2 separate regions of the Pan troglodytes genome follow, and region 2 is linked to region 1. A link is a contact called in public HiChIP or PLAC-seq data. All regions are on one chromosome and are shown on one strand. Each heading gives the region's core, a stretch centred on a gene start, on an enhancer-like site or on the middle of the called end of the contact. The rest is flanking DNA. Distances are from core to core; before and after follow the strand shown.

Evidence for each region. HiChIP or PLAC-seq counts read pairs in DNA pulled down with a chosen protein or histone mark.
Region 2: a contact with region 1 is called in an H3K4me3 HiChIP or PLAC-seq map of stem cell-derived excitatory neurons, with 4 times the contacts expected there. The contact joins the promoter of CCAR2 here to the promoter of POLR3D in region 1. A contact is called at or near these places in 1 of 7 Hi-C or Micro-C datasets (stem cell-derived neural progenitor cells) and 1 of 1 datasets of contacts at active chromatin or transcription factors (stem cell-derived excitatory neurons).

Annotation. Positions count from the first base shown.
Region 1 is chr7:30,570,792-30,576,591 of NHGRI_mPanTro3-v2.0_pri, forward strand. POLR3D (RNA polymerase III subunit D) reads left to right here and starts at 3,858. Exons shown (of 9, transcript XM_001155075.8): 1 at 3,858-3,959; 2 at 4,221-4,390. The coding sequence starts at 4,226. MIR320A (microRNA mir-320a) reads right to left here and starts at 3,819; the gene lies at 3,739-3,819.
Region 2 is chr7:30,931,149-30,936,663 of NHGRI_mPanTro3-v2.0_pri, forward strand. CCAR2 (cell cycle and apoptosis regulator 2) reads left to right here and starts at 2,478. Exons shown (of 21, transcript XM_519650.9): 1 at 2,478-2,692; 2 at 3,582-3,677; 3 at 3,931-4,022; 4 at 4,453-4,544; 5 at 4,756-4,870; 6 at 5,042-5,171. The coding sequence starts at 3,620. C7H8orf58 (chromosome 7 C8orf58 homolog) reads left to right here. Exons shown (of 7, transcript XM_063816948.1): 5 at 49-161; 6 at 385-491; 7 at 1,043-1,990. The coding sequence ends at 1,154.

The DNA.
Region 1 (5,800 bases), core at 2,608-5,107:
TGGCAAACAAAGTTTTAAATTTTAAAAGCCAATACTCAAAAGGATGTGGCCAAAAAATTATATATTCTCTTTTTTGTTTTTTTGAGACAAGGTCTCCTCTGTCTCCCAAGCTGGACTGCAGTAGCACAATCAAGGCTCACTGCAGCCTTTGACCCCTGGGCTCAATCGATCCTCTCTCCTCAGCCTCCCAAGTAGCTGGGACTACAGGTGGGTGCCACCAAGCCCTAAAATTATATATTCTTATATACTACCTCTCTCTCTCTCTCTCTGTGTGTGTGTGTGTGTGTTTACACACACATTAATTTCGGAGTCAATAAAAGTTGTTTTTTGTTGTTTTTTTTTGAGACGGAATCTTGCTCTGTCTCCCAGGCTGGAGTCTACACTCCAGCGCAATCTCGGCTATCTGCAATCTCCGCCTCCCGGATTCAAGCTATTCTCCTGCCTCAGCCTCCCAAGTAGCTGGGACTACAGGCACATGCCACCACGCCAGGCTAATTTTTGTATTTTTAGTAGAGACGGGTTTTCACCATGTTGGTCAGGCTAGTCTTGAACTCCTGACCTCGTGTTCTGCCCACCTTGGCCTCCCAAAGTGCTGGGATTACAGGCGTGAGCCACTGTGCCCGGCTCTTTTTTTTTTTTTTTTTTTTTTTTGAGACGGAGTTTTGCTCTTGTTGCCCAGGCTGGAGTGCAATGGCGCGATCTTGGCTCAATGCAACCTCCTTCTCCCAGGTTCAAGTGATTCTCCTGCCTCAACCTCCCAAGTAGCTGGGATTACAGATGCCCGCCACCAGGCCTGGCTAATTTTTGTACTTTTAGTAGAGACAGGGTTTCACCATGTTGGCCAGGCTGGTCTTGAACTCCTGACCTCAGGTGATCCACCCACCTCAGCCTCCCAAAGTGCTGGGACTACAGGTGTGAGCTACCACACCTGGCCAATAAAAGTTCTTTAAATTCCAACGGTAGAGCAAACTTGGTGTTCAGATTCCTTCCAGGCTTTGACCAAAAGTGCACATGAGGGTCACTGCTGTGAGCCCAGGAAGGGTGTGACTGGGCACCGGTTGATCCAATGTGGCTATTCCAAGGCTGCCCACACAGCCTCACCCAGGAGTCCTTCAAAAGCCCACAATGTGTGTGTGTGTATATAGTGTGTGTGTGTATATACGTTTGATTATTGTATATACACACATTCTTAGTGTTGATGCATTTCAGCACAATCTTGTTTTTTTGTGGGTTTTTTTTGTTTTTGTTGTTTTGAGACAGTCTCCCTCTGTCACCCAGGTTGGACTGCAATGGCGTGATCTCAGCTCACTGCAACCTCTGCCTCTGTGGTTCAAGCGATTCTTGTGCCCCAGCCTCCTGAATAGCTGGGATTATGGGCGTGTGCCATCACGCCCAGCTAATTTTTGTATTTTTAGTAGAGACAGTATTTCACCATGTTGGCAAGGCTGGTCTGGAACTCCTGACCTCAAGTGATCTGCCCACCTCGGCCTTCCAAAGTGCTGGCATTACTGGCGTGAGCCACCACGCCCGGCCACACAATCCTTTTTGAAAGCAATTTAGCAATATGAATGAAGAACCATAAAATGTGCATGTACAAAATGGTACAGCCCCTGTGGAAAGCAGCTTGGCAGTTTCTTATAAAACTAAGGTACAACTACCATATGACCCAATGATTGCACTCATGGGCAATTATCCCAGAGAAATAAAAACTTAACGTTCACACAAAACCTTGTACATGTATTTTCACAGCAGCTTTATCCATAATAACCCCAAACGGAAAACCACCCAGATGTCTTTCAAAGGGTGAATGGTTAAACAAACCATGAATACTCTGCAATAAAATGGAACGAACTATTGATACACACAACTTGGATGACCTCCGGGGAACAATGCCGAGTGAAAAAAGCAATCCCAAGAAGTCACATACTGTATGATTCCATTTATATAACACTTTTGAAATAACAAAATGGCAGAAATGGAGAACAGATTAGTGGTGGGAGGAGGTGGGGGGAGGGAGGTGTGGCTATAAAAGGGCAACTAGAGGGATCCTTGTGGTGATGGAAACTTCTTGTATCTTGACTGTACCAATGTCAATATTCTGGTGGCAAGATGTTACTACTGGGGGAAAACGAGTAAACAGTACTTGGGATCTCTCTACATTGTTTCTTACCACTCTACATGAACCTACAATGTTCTCAAAATAAAAAGTTTAATTTAAAAAATGTTTTTAGAGATAGGGTCTTGCTGTGTCACCCAGGCTGGAGTGCAAGGGCTGGATCATAGCTTACTGCAATCTCCAACTGCTGAGCCTTTCAAGCGATCCTCCCATCTCTGCCTCCCAAAGCACTGGGATTACAAGCGTAAGCCACCATGCCCATCCCAAATATTTACTTAAAAAAAAAATCTTCTTTTGGCCAGTTATCCCAGGATGGGAAATCTATCCCGGGAATATAATCCAAAAGAAAACAAAAACAAAAAGAAAATCGAAAAAAAGCAAGTCGAATGTACCAGACATTCACTGCAGCATTATTTAAAACAGGGAAAAAAGAAACAATCAGGGAAATACTTAAATCATGATACAGCCACTGGAGAACTACGCAGTCTTTGATGTCGCAACAGAGAAATGTTATTTGAAAAAGGAGGATACAGGCCAGGCGCGGTGGCTGATGCCTGTAATCCCAGCACATTGGGAGGCCGAAGCGGGTGGGATCACTTGACCTCAGGAGTTCAAGACCAGCCTGGGCAACATAGTGAAACCCCGTCTCTACGAAAAATACAAAAAAAAAAAAAAAAAAAAAAAAAGAAAAAGAAAAAATTAGCCGGGCGTGGTGGCATGCACTTGTAGTCCCAGCTACTCAGGAGGCTGAGGTGGAAGTATGGTTTGAGCCTGGGAGGCAGAGGTTGCGGTGTGTTGATCGCACCACTGCACTCCCGTCTGGGCAACAGAGAGAAACCTCGTCTCAACAAAAAAAAGAAAAAAAAAAAAAAAAAGAAAGAAAGAAAAGAAAAGAAAAAGGACATGAAATTGTGATACAACTCTGTGAAGACTACTAGATACATTACAAAATTTTTAATAGTAGTACTCTACGTGGCATTCTGGTAGAAATGATTTCCTTTCCTCAAACTCCCCATAATATTGTTACATGGTTTTTATACGGTCTGGGGGATGGGGGATAACATTAAATGACACTTTTTATGTTAAATCACAAACGCTGGAGTCAACAAAAGTTCTTTAAATTCCTCCAGCAGTAGAGCAAACTTGGTATTCCAATTCCCTCCAGGCTTTGACCAAGAGCGCACACGAGGCCACCGCCTTCGTGATCTGAAGCGGGTGTGACTGGGCACCGGTTGGTCCACTGCGGCTGTTCCAAGCTGCCCCCACAGCCTCACCCCAGGACTCCACCAGGAGCACAGGGAAGGGGTCCCCGAAAGTGGGCGAGGTCGCTGCCCGGAGGTAGTGACCACTCCAAGGTCACCATGGAGAACCCGCAGACAGGGCTCGGTGTGGCCCAGGACTCCCCGACTCTTAAGTCCAGGTCTCACTCTCTGCGCCGCGCCGCGCCCCTCGCCCCATCCCGAGCAGCTACCCCCAAGCTCCCAGGGGCTCCGCCGAGGCGAATCCTCACATTGCGGCGTGGTGGCCGACAAGACCCGGGACCCTGATCTTGGCGCCTCCACGCCACCGCCCGGAGGCCAAGACCCCCAAGCGCCGCAGCATAGCGTAGCCCAGACCAGTCACCTCATCCTTTTTCGCCCTCTCAACCCAGCTTTTCCCGACTCCGGGAAGAACCGGGAAGAGAAGGCGGAGAGGAGCGAAGCGCCGCCTGATAAATACTGTGGCCCAGTCCCGCCCCCCGAACGTCACTTCCGTCCCGCGCCAAGATGGCGGCGCCCAGGCCCTGCCACGCAGACTTCCGCCCGGCGCGGAGACCGAAGGCTGGCGGCGGGTCGCGTTGCAGGTGAGGTTGTGACGCGCGGTGTGGAGCCGCGGCCCGGGTGCGTCCCTGTCTGGTTCCTGGGCGGGGTTCCTGGAGAGGGCGTGTCGCGAGCCAAAGGCTCTCACCTGGGTGGTCCCGGGAGTCTCCCCACGTGGGAGGGGAGGAGCTGAGAGGCCACTGGAGGGACGCACCGACTGGGGGACCGGAAAGCAAGGGGGTGGGGTTCCGCCAGGGTCCTCGTGTCAGTCCCCTCTGGTGATCTCGTCGCCCCTTCTCTCCCAGGCAACATGTCGGAAGGAAACGCCGCCGGCGAGCCCAGCACGCCGGGAGGGCCCCGACCTCTCCTGACTGGGGCCCGGGGGCTCATCGGGCGGCGGCCGGCGCCTCCCCTCACCCCCGGCCGCCTTCCCTCCATCCGTTCCAGGGACCTCACCCTCGGGGGAGTCAAGAAGGTACCCAACGGCGCGTTTCTAAAGAAACTCAACTACCTTGAATTCCAAGCCCCAGGATTCAACTAATGTTTGTGTAGGACCTACTGTGTGTCAGGACTGTCGTTGGGCCTCAAGCCTACCCCTCTTTAAATTCTAGGGAGTCTGTCCTACCTTCAAATCTAGGTACTGAGTACAAGATGTTGAAATGACTCCCAGAGGTGGTTGAAGGGCAGAGAATCCTAATAAGTTAAAGTCGTTCAAAAGCAATTTGAACAGTGTTTATTTACTTTTATTGTGTGTTTGGACATCTTTAAGAAACCCATGAAAGCCAGACAGGCATAAACTTCGCAGTCTTAGAGGGTTCAGAATTCACCATCTCTGTGTGCAAACTTTTTATCTAGAGTATGATGAATCCTAGGCATGGCATTCGAGGCTCTGTGGCCTCTCCCGTGTGTATGACTGTGGATGTCAAGAGTAGCCCAGAAAGGGGTGGGGTCAGGATGACAGAAGAACAAAGCAGGTTTTGGTTTTGGTTTTGGTTTTTTTTGAGAGGAAGTCTCGCTGTTGTCCCCCAGGCTGGAGTGCAATGGCACGATCTCAGCTCACTGCAACCTCTGCCTCCCAGGTTTGAGCGATTCTTCTGCCTCATCCTCCTGAGTAGCTGGGATTACAGGCGCCCGCCAGCATGCCCAGCTGATTTTTGTATTTTTAGTAGACACAGGGTTTTGCCATGTTGGCCAGGCTGTTCTTGAACCCCTGACCTTGTGATCCGCCCACCTGCCTCGGCCTCCCAAAGTGCTGGGATTATAGGTGTGAGCCACCGCTCCTGGCCGAATAAAGCAGTTTTTTGTTTTTTTGTTTTGTTTTTAACGGAATCTCTTTCTGTCGCCCAGGCTGGAGTGCAGAGGCACCATCTCAGCTCACTGCAACCTCCGCCTCCCGGGTTCAAGCGATTCTCCTGCCTCAGCCTCCCGAGTAGCTGGGATTACAGGGGCCCGCCACCGCGCCCAGCTAATTTTTGTAGTTTTTAGTAGAGATGGGTTTCACCATCTTGGCCAGGCTGATCTTGAACTCCTGACCTCGTGATCCACCCACCTTGGCCTCCCAAAGTGCTAGGATTACAGGCATGAGCCACAACGCCCAGCCATAAAGCAGTTTTTAAAAACCTAACTTTGCCTTGGAAAATTGTGGTGACAGTCCATAGTCACCTGATTGAGAGTGTTGGCAGATCTATGGCCTTCCCTACTTAGGCCTTGCTGCTAGAGCTGTTCCCCCATGATACTGACTGGTCTCTATAGCAGTTTGAAGAGAAGAGGTGAGACCAGAGAAATTCCTTTGCTTTTAGAAGTCCCAGAGGATCTTCTTTCAGAGGCAGAACCTAAGGCTGCTGGTTAAAAGTGGGTTTTGGTGCCCCCTTCTATGTGTAACTCC
Region 2 (5,515 bases), core at 1,228-3,727, 360 kb after region 1:
TTGATGGGGTGTCTTCTGGCCCTGGCCAACCTGACTGTCTTTCTGAAGGAGCAAAGGCTGCTTCACCCCCAAAGGTGGAGGTGCCCAGTGCCAACCCTCCCAGGCTGCCAGAAACCCCAGTGGAGCCAACGTACCACTTGCCATCCTCCCAGGGACACAAGGTAGGGGACAGGTATATGTGGGGCAGGTGGTGGGCTGGGGTGGGGGGAGGGGAGGTGGGGATGCATGGGCACCCTGGGGGCCAGCAACTCTGGGGAAATGACAGGATTGATTCCTGTTTGGAGCAGGCGACTTGTCCTGGCTGTGGTGACAGCTGTCTCTGGGAGCTTGGTCGGGGGTCTAAGTGTGGGGAGGGCTCTGGGTGACCCCTCATCCTCTGCTCAGCGGGATATCTCCCACTGGGACAAGGTCAAGGTCCTGCTCAACCGGATCTGCTGGAGAAGCCACCACCACCCTGAGCCCCCTGCCCCTCCTGATGGCTCTGACCCCAGGTGAGCCCCGTGCCCAGCCCAGGTTAGGGCACGGAGAGGAGACTGATGAGCCGGGATGCTGAGATTGTCATGCCAGTTGTCATTATTGTCCCCGCAAAACTTGAGAGGCAGTCTGGGAGGGGCTGCTAGAAGAAACAGTAGTTAAAACACCCCATTTACAGATAAGGAGGCTGGGTTCTGGGTGGGGTTGGGGGTAGTTGCTTTTCCAAAGCCGCACGGTGAGTCAGTGACAGCTAGGACCAGAATGTGGGAAATCTGTCTACCCTAGCTCAGCAACCCCTCACCCTCAATGCTGACATTTAGGCCACCTTCCAGGTTTGTGGGGAGAGCAAGTTGGAGCACAAAGGATTTCACAGTGGGTGAAGGCCATCATGCCTCGGGGCTTGTACTGAATAGTTCTCCAGGAGGAAGAAATACCAAGTCATTTAACAGCCCCAGGCTGCACCCACGCCCAGCTACCCCCCAGTAGATAAATCATGTTCTCTCAACTCTAGGGCCATTGTTAGTTTTATTTCCTCCTTCTAGCCTAATGTCTTCTTTTCATTCCACAGGATCGAGTCCAGGGACCTCCCTGAAAGGCCTCAGTGCCGCCCCCACCGGAAGACCTTTATGCCGTCATTAGTGGTTAAGAAGCAACGAGCAAAAAACCTTTCTGTAGGCTGAGACCTCTCGGTGCACCTGGTGACCCTGGGTGGAGGGGACTTGCTGTGCAGTCTTCCTCGCCCTTTGCCCTCTTGCTGCTTCTCCACATTGCCAGGAAAAGCTGCTGACGCCTGCCCTCCTCTCTTGAGTCGAGGGCTGAATCTTTCTCCTCTAAGCAGTCTGGTCAGGAACCTTGGTTTCTTGAGAGGCCCCCAAGATGCGGCAGCTCCAGGGCTCTTCCTCCTCACCAGAAATCCCTGGGCTTCCACAATGTGAACTCACTCATTATCAGGTGTCCGTGGAGTGTTTTTGGCATGGTGACCTGTCTGGGCCCAGCATGTTGCAGATGTGTATTTATGCGCAATGGTATGCATATCTCTGTGTGACTGTCAGTGTTGCAAGCTGGCTGGATCCAACCATCTCTTCTGAAATAATGCATCCAAAGGGTTGATATTCTGGGGGAGGTCACTGCAGAAGGATGGAACTGACCTTTATTCCCCAGTGGGCAGTTACTGAGCTTTCCTCCTCAGAGCCATGCTGGCAGCCCTGGGACAGAGAACGGTGTGGCTTTGGCTGCCTCTGCATGGAATCTTGCCCCGGACTCCTGAAGACTGCACAAGGAATGAGGAAGATCAGGGACAACCTGGGAACTGAATAACTTTCAAAGCCAGTGCTCAGCTTCTCTGCTCCGTTCTAGCGTTTACAGGTCCTAATTCAAACCAGATGCCTGTACTAGTTTTTAGACCCTAAGTCAACCTTTCTGAGCCACAGCTTCCCGCTGGGAATAATGATGCCTGCCCTATCTACCTCACAGACTTGTTATGAGGATAAAGTGAGATTAAACTGCCTCAAAGTGCTTTGTAAACCTCAGGTGAATAGGAAAGGGGAAAGTAAGGCTGGAGGGATGATGGGGCGGTCGGAGGATAAGGCGGGGGCCGGGATTGCTAATGGGGACTAAAATGGCCAGTCTCCTGGCAAGATTTTGAGCAGGTCATTTCATTGAGGCCTCTTAGATTTCATATTTGAGAATTAGGGCACTGATTCCTGACTGGCTAGGCATGGTGGTCACTGGCTTGAGTCAGACCAGGAATGTCTCTTAGAAATGGTCACTGATAGGCATCCTTCTCCTCCAGTCAGGAGGGGCTGGTTTCCTTATCTGTTGCAGTCTCTACTGCCAGAGGGAGGCGAGCGTGGTAGGCAGTCGGGGGGTCCCTTGTGTTTGGGGGGCCCAGCTCACGCTTCCTTTGAGCCCGGAACCAATGATCCGAAGCCTTCTTTTCTGATGGGATTCTTTAGCGAGGACACTACCGAGGCGCGACTTCCTGACGCGCATCCGATCCGGGAAGGCGCACTTCCGCTCCCCAGTTGCCGCGGGATGGCAAGCCGGCGTGGGGGAAGGGAGAGGTCGGCGGAGACGAGGGAGGGACCATATCCGGGAGAGTGGCAGCTTCCGACCAGTGGTCGCGCTTCCGGAGAGGCGCTTCCGGTGGCGGCGGCAGTAGCGGCTGTGGTGGTTCCGGGTGTCTTTGTCCCCCCGGTGTCGCTGCCCTGGCCCGCAGGTGGGTTGGGGGGCCCCCCGCCGCCCCTCTGCCCCTTCGCCCCTCCGCCCCTCCGCTGGCCGAGGGGCTGCGAGGGCTGGGCGGCGAAGATGCGTGGGGCGCGGAAGGGGCCGAGCCCCTCTTTGGACTGCAAGTCCCGTCTCCCTGGCAACGGCCTCGGCCTTGGGGGCGGGCGGGAGGAGGAGAAACCGCGCGCCTCAGTCCTCCCTTGGTGGCCTCGCCGCGGCTCTGCTGGGAGACCCGGCGCTGGCGGCTGCTGAGGCCGGAGCGGAGGGCCCGGGAGCGTGGGAGCAGGAGGGTGGCGCGCAGCCGGTTTCGCGTTTGGTCGGCCAGGGAGCTGCCTTCCCACCAGCCGGTCGAGGAAACAACGGGTCGGGCTTCCGGGGAGAGGGCCCACACCGTCTCCTCGCAGGCACCGGCCTCCTCCATTTTTCCGGGCCCTGCGTGGAGGGTTTTGGCGGATGTTTTTGAACGAAGGAATGTCATCGGGGCTCTCTCGAGCCCCTCACCCCGCCAGCTACTCTGGGGGTGGCGTGGCATAGTGAGAGGAGCGCTAAGTTGTTGGGAGGCCTGGGTGTGAGTAGCAGTTTTGTCACTACCTGGTTACGTGGCCCCGGGCAAGTCTCTTGATCTCTCTGAGCATCAGTTTCCTTGTCTGTAAAACAGCATGACAGTATCATGCACCACTAGGTTATTGTCAGGGCAAACTGGAACAATGTAATTTCTTGTTTCATTTCTTCTCTATATTCTCTCCATCCATTGCTTTCATTCATTCTTATTACCCACCTCCCTGTTTTCCTAAATATCCTTACTTAAGATTCTCCACTTTTCCGGGTATAGATGGAAATTTCCCTTATAAGCTGTTAATTTCTTTCTTTTTGGATTGAAGGCTTTTCCCCACGACTCTGAAAGAGGACAGCGTTCCCAATGTCCCAGTTTAAGCGCCAGCGGATCAACCCGCTTCCAGGGGGACGCAACTTCTCAGGTGATCACTGTTCTCCCTACCTGGCCTCATCCTGGGAAGTATGTGCTCTGGAGTTAGTTTGGGGTTTCCCTGGTGGAGAGCAATTTGCTGCTGATGTTCCTCTGGAAAGCAGGAGATGCCCACAGTGGTTGCCAGTGAAGCTCTGTGGAGGAGCTGGCTGGAGCTGTAGCCTTTGGATTTACCACATCCTTTGGTTGACTCGTGCTTAAGGTGGTAGGGGCGGTTCCTGGAGATTGCTTCTCTTTCCCCATAGGCACAGCTTCAACATCTCTTCTGGGCCCTCCTCCTGGTTTGCTCACTCCTCCTGTGGCCACAGAACTGTCCCAGAATGCCAGGCACCTTCAGGTAGGTTGGGCATCCCTTGTAGTAAGTTTCAGCCCTTGGGACTGAATGCATGGAGGCCTGGTGCTCTTCTTCTCTTACGTAATAGTGTTTATCATTCCTGATCCCTCTCCTGGTAGTGGGCTAGTATGGGGTTGCCCAGATAGCCTTCAGACTGGGGCATCTTCATTTCTCGCTCCAGGGAAATCTTTAGCTTACGTCTTGGAATTAATGAACTGGAAATCCTAGAAGAAGCTTGTGGGTCAAGAACCAGCTCAAACATGCCCCAACCCCTAATGATGGAGTATGCCCACCACACCTGTACTTCATTCTGTGCGAACTCTTGATGCAGTACGCTGAGCTGGGGCGTGGGTTGAGATGAGACCTTCATGGCAGAGTGTGATTTTGTCCAGTTTCCTCCCTTTTACTTTTCAGCTGTCTCCTTCTCTTACAGGGTGGGGAGAAACAGCGGGTCTTCACTGGTATTGTTACCAGCTTGCATGACTACTTTGGGGTTGTGGATGAAGAGGTCTTTTTTCAGCTAAGGTAGGCTTGAGGTTGATCCCCTAACGGAAATGCTTATTGGATTCAGTTCTGTCACCATGCTGGTATTGCCCCCACCCGCCTCAAAGCCATTGCTTTGCTGTTTTTGTGCAAGGTGTGGGAAATCTTGATGGGAAAGGCCTCATAGGGGCAGTCAGGGTGGCCTGGCCAGGGTCCCTCTCCTGATGGGGCCTTCTGGCTTGTGTGCTGGCAGTGTGGTGAAGGGCCGTCTGCCCCAGCTGGGTGAGAAGGTGCTGGTGAAGGCTGCATACAACCCAGGCCAGGCAGTGCCCTGGAATGCTGTCAAGGTGCAAACGCTCTCCAACCAGGTATTCATCTCTCCTTAGCGTGTGCATTGGAAAGGGAAGGGATGGAAGCCCCTGTGCCCTGACAGCTGGGCAAAACCCTGACTTTTGTCAGGGGGGTGGGACTGCATCTTTCCAAGGTAGTGAGTGCCTCAACCATGGGGTCCCCTGAATTTCCTGGCTCCTGTTCTGCAGCCCTTACTGAAGTCCCCAGCACCTCCTCTTCTGCATGTAGCAGCCCTGGGCCAGAAGCAAGGGATCCTGGGAGCTCAGCCTCAGTTGATCTTCCAGCCTCACCGGATTCCCCCACTCTTTCCTCAGAAGCGTGAGTACGAGTGGCACTGTTGTTGGGTGTGGCTTTATGGGGTAGTTTAGATCAATGGACTTTCAGGTTGTTGCTCTTAGCATAGAGGTGGGTACTTCTATGTACTGGAAGAAAGGTGGGCAATCTGGATCGGTGTTTAGGGTTTTTTTTTTTTTTTTTTTTGATGGAGTCTCGCTCTGTTGCCCAGGCTGGAGTGCAATGACACGATCTCGGCTCATTGCAACCTCTGCCTCCTGGGTTCAAGCAATTCTCGTGCCTCAGCTTCCCCCGTAGCTGGGATTACAGGCGCCCGCCACCATGCCCGGCTAATTTTTTTTGAGACAGAGTCTTGCTCTGTCACCCAG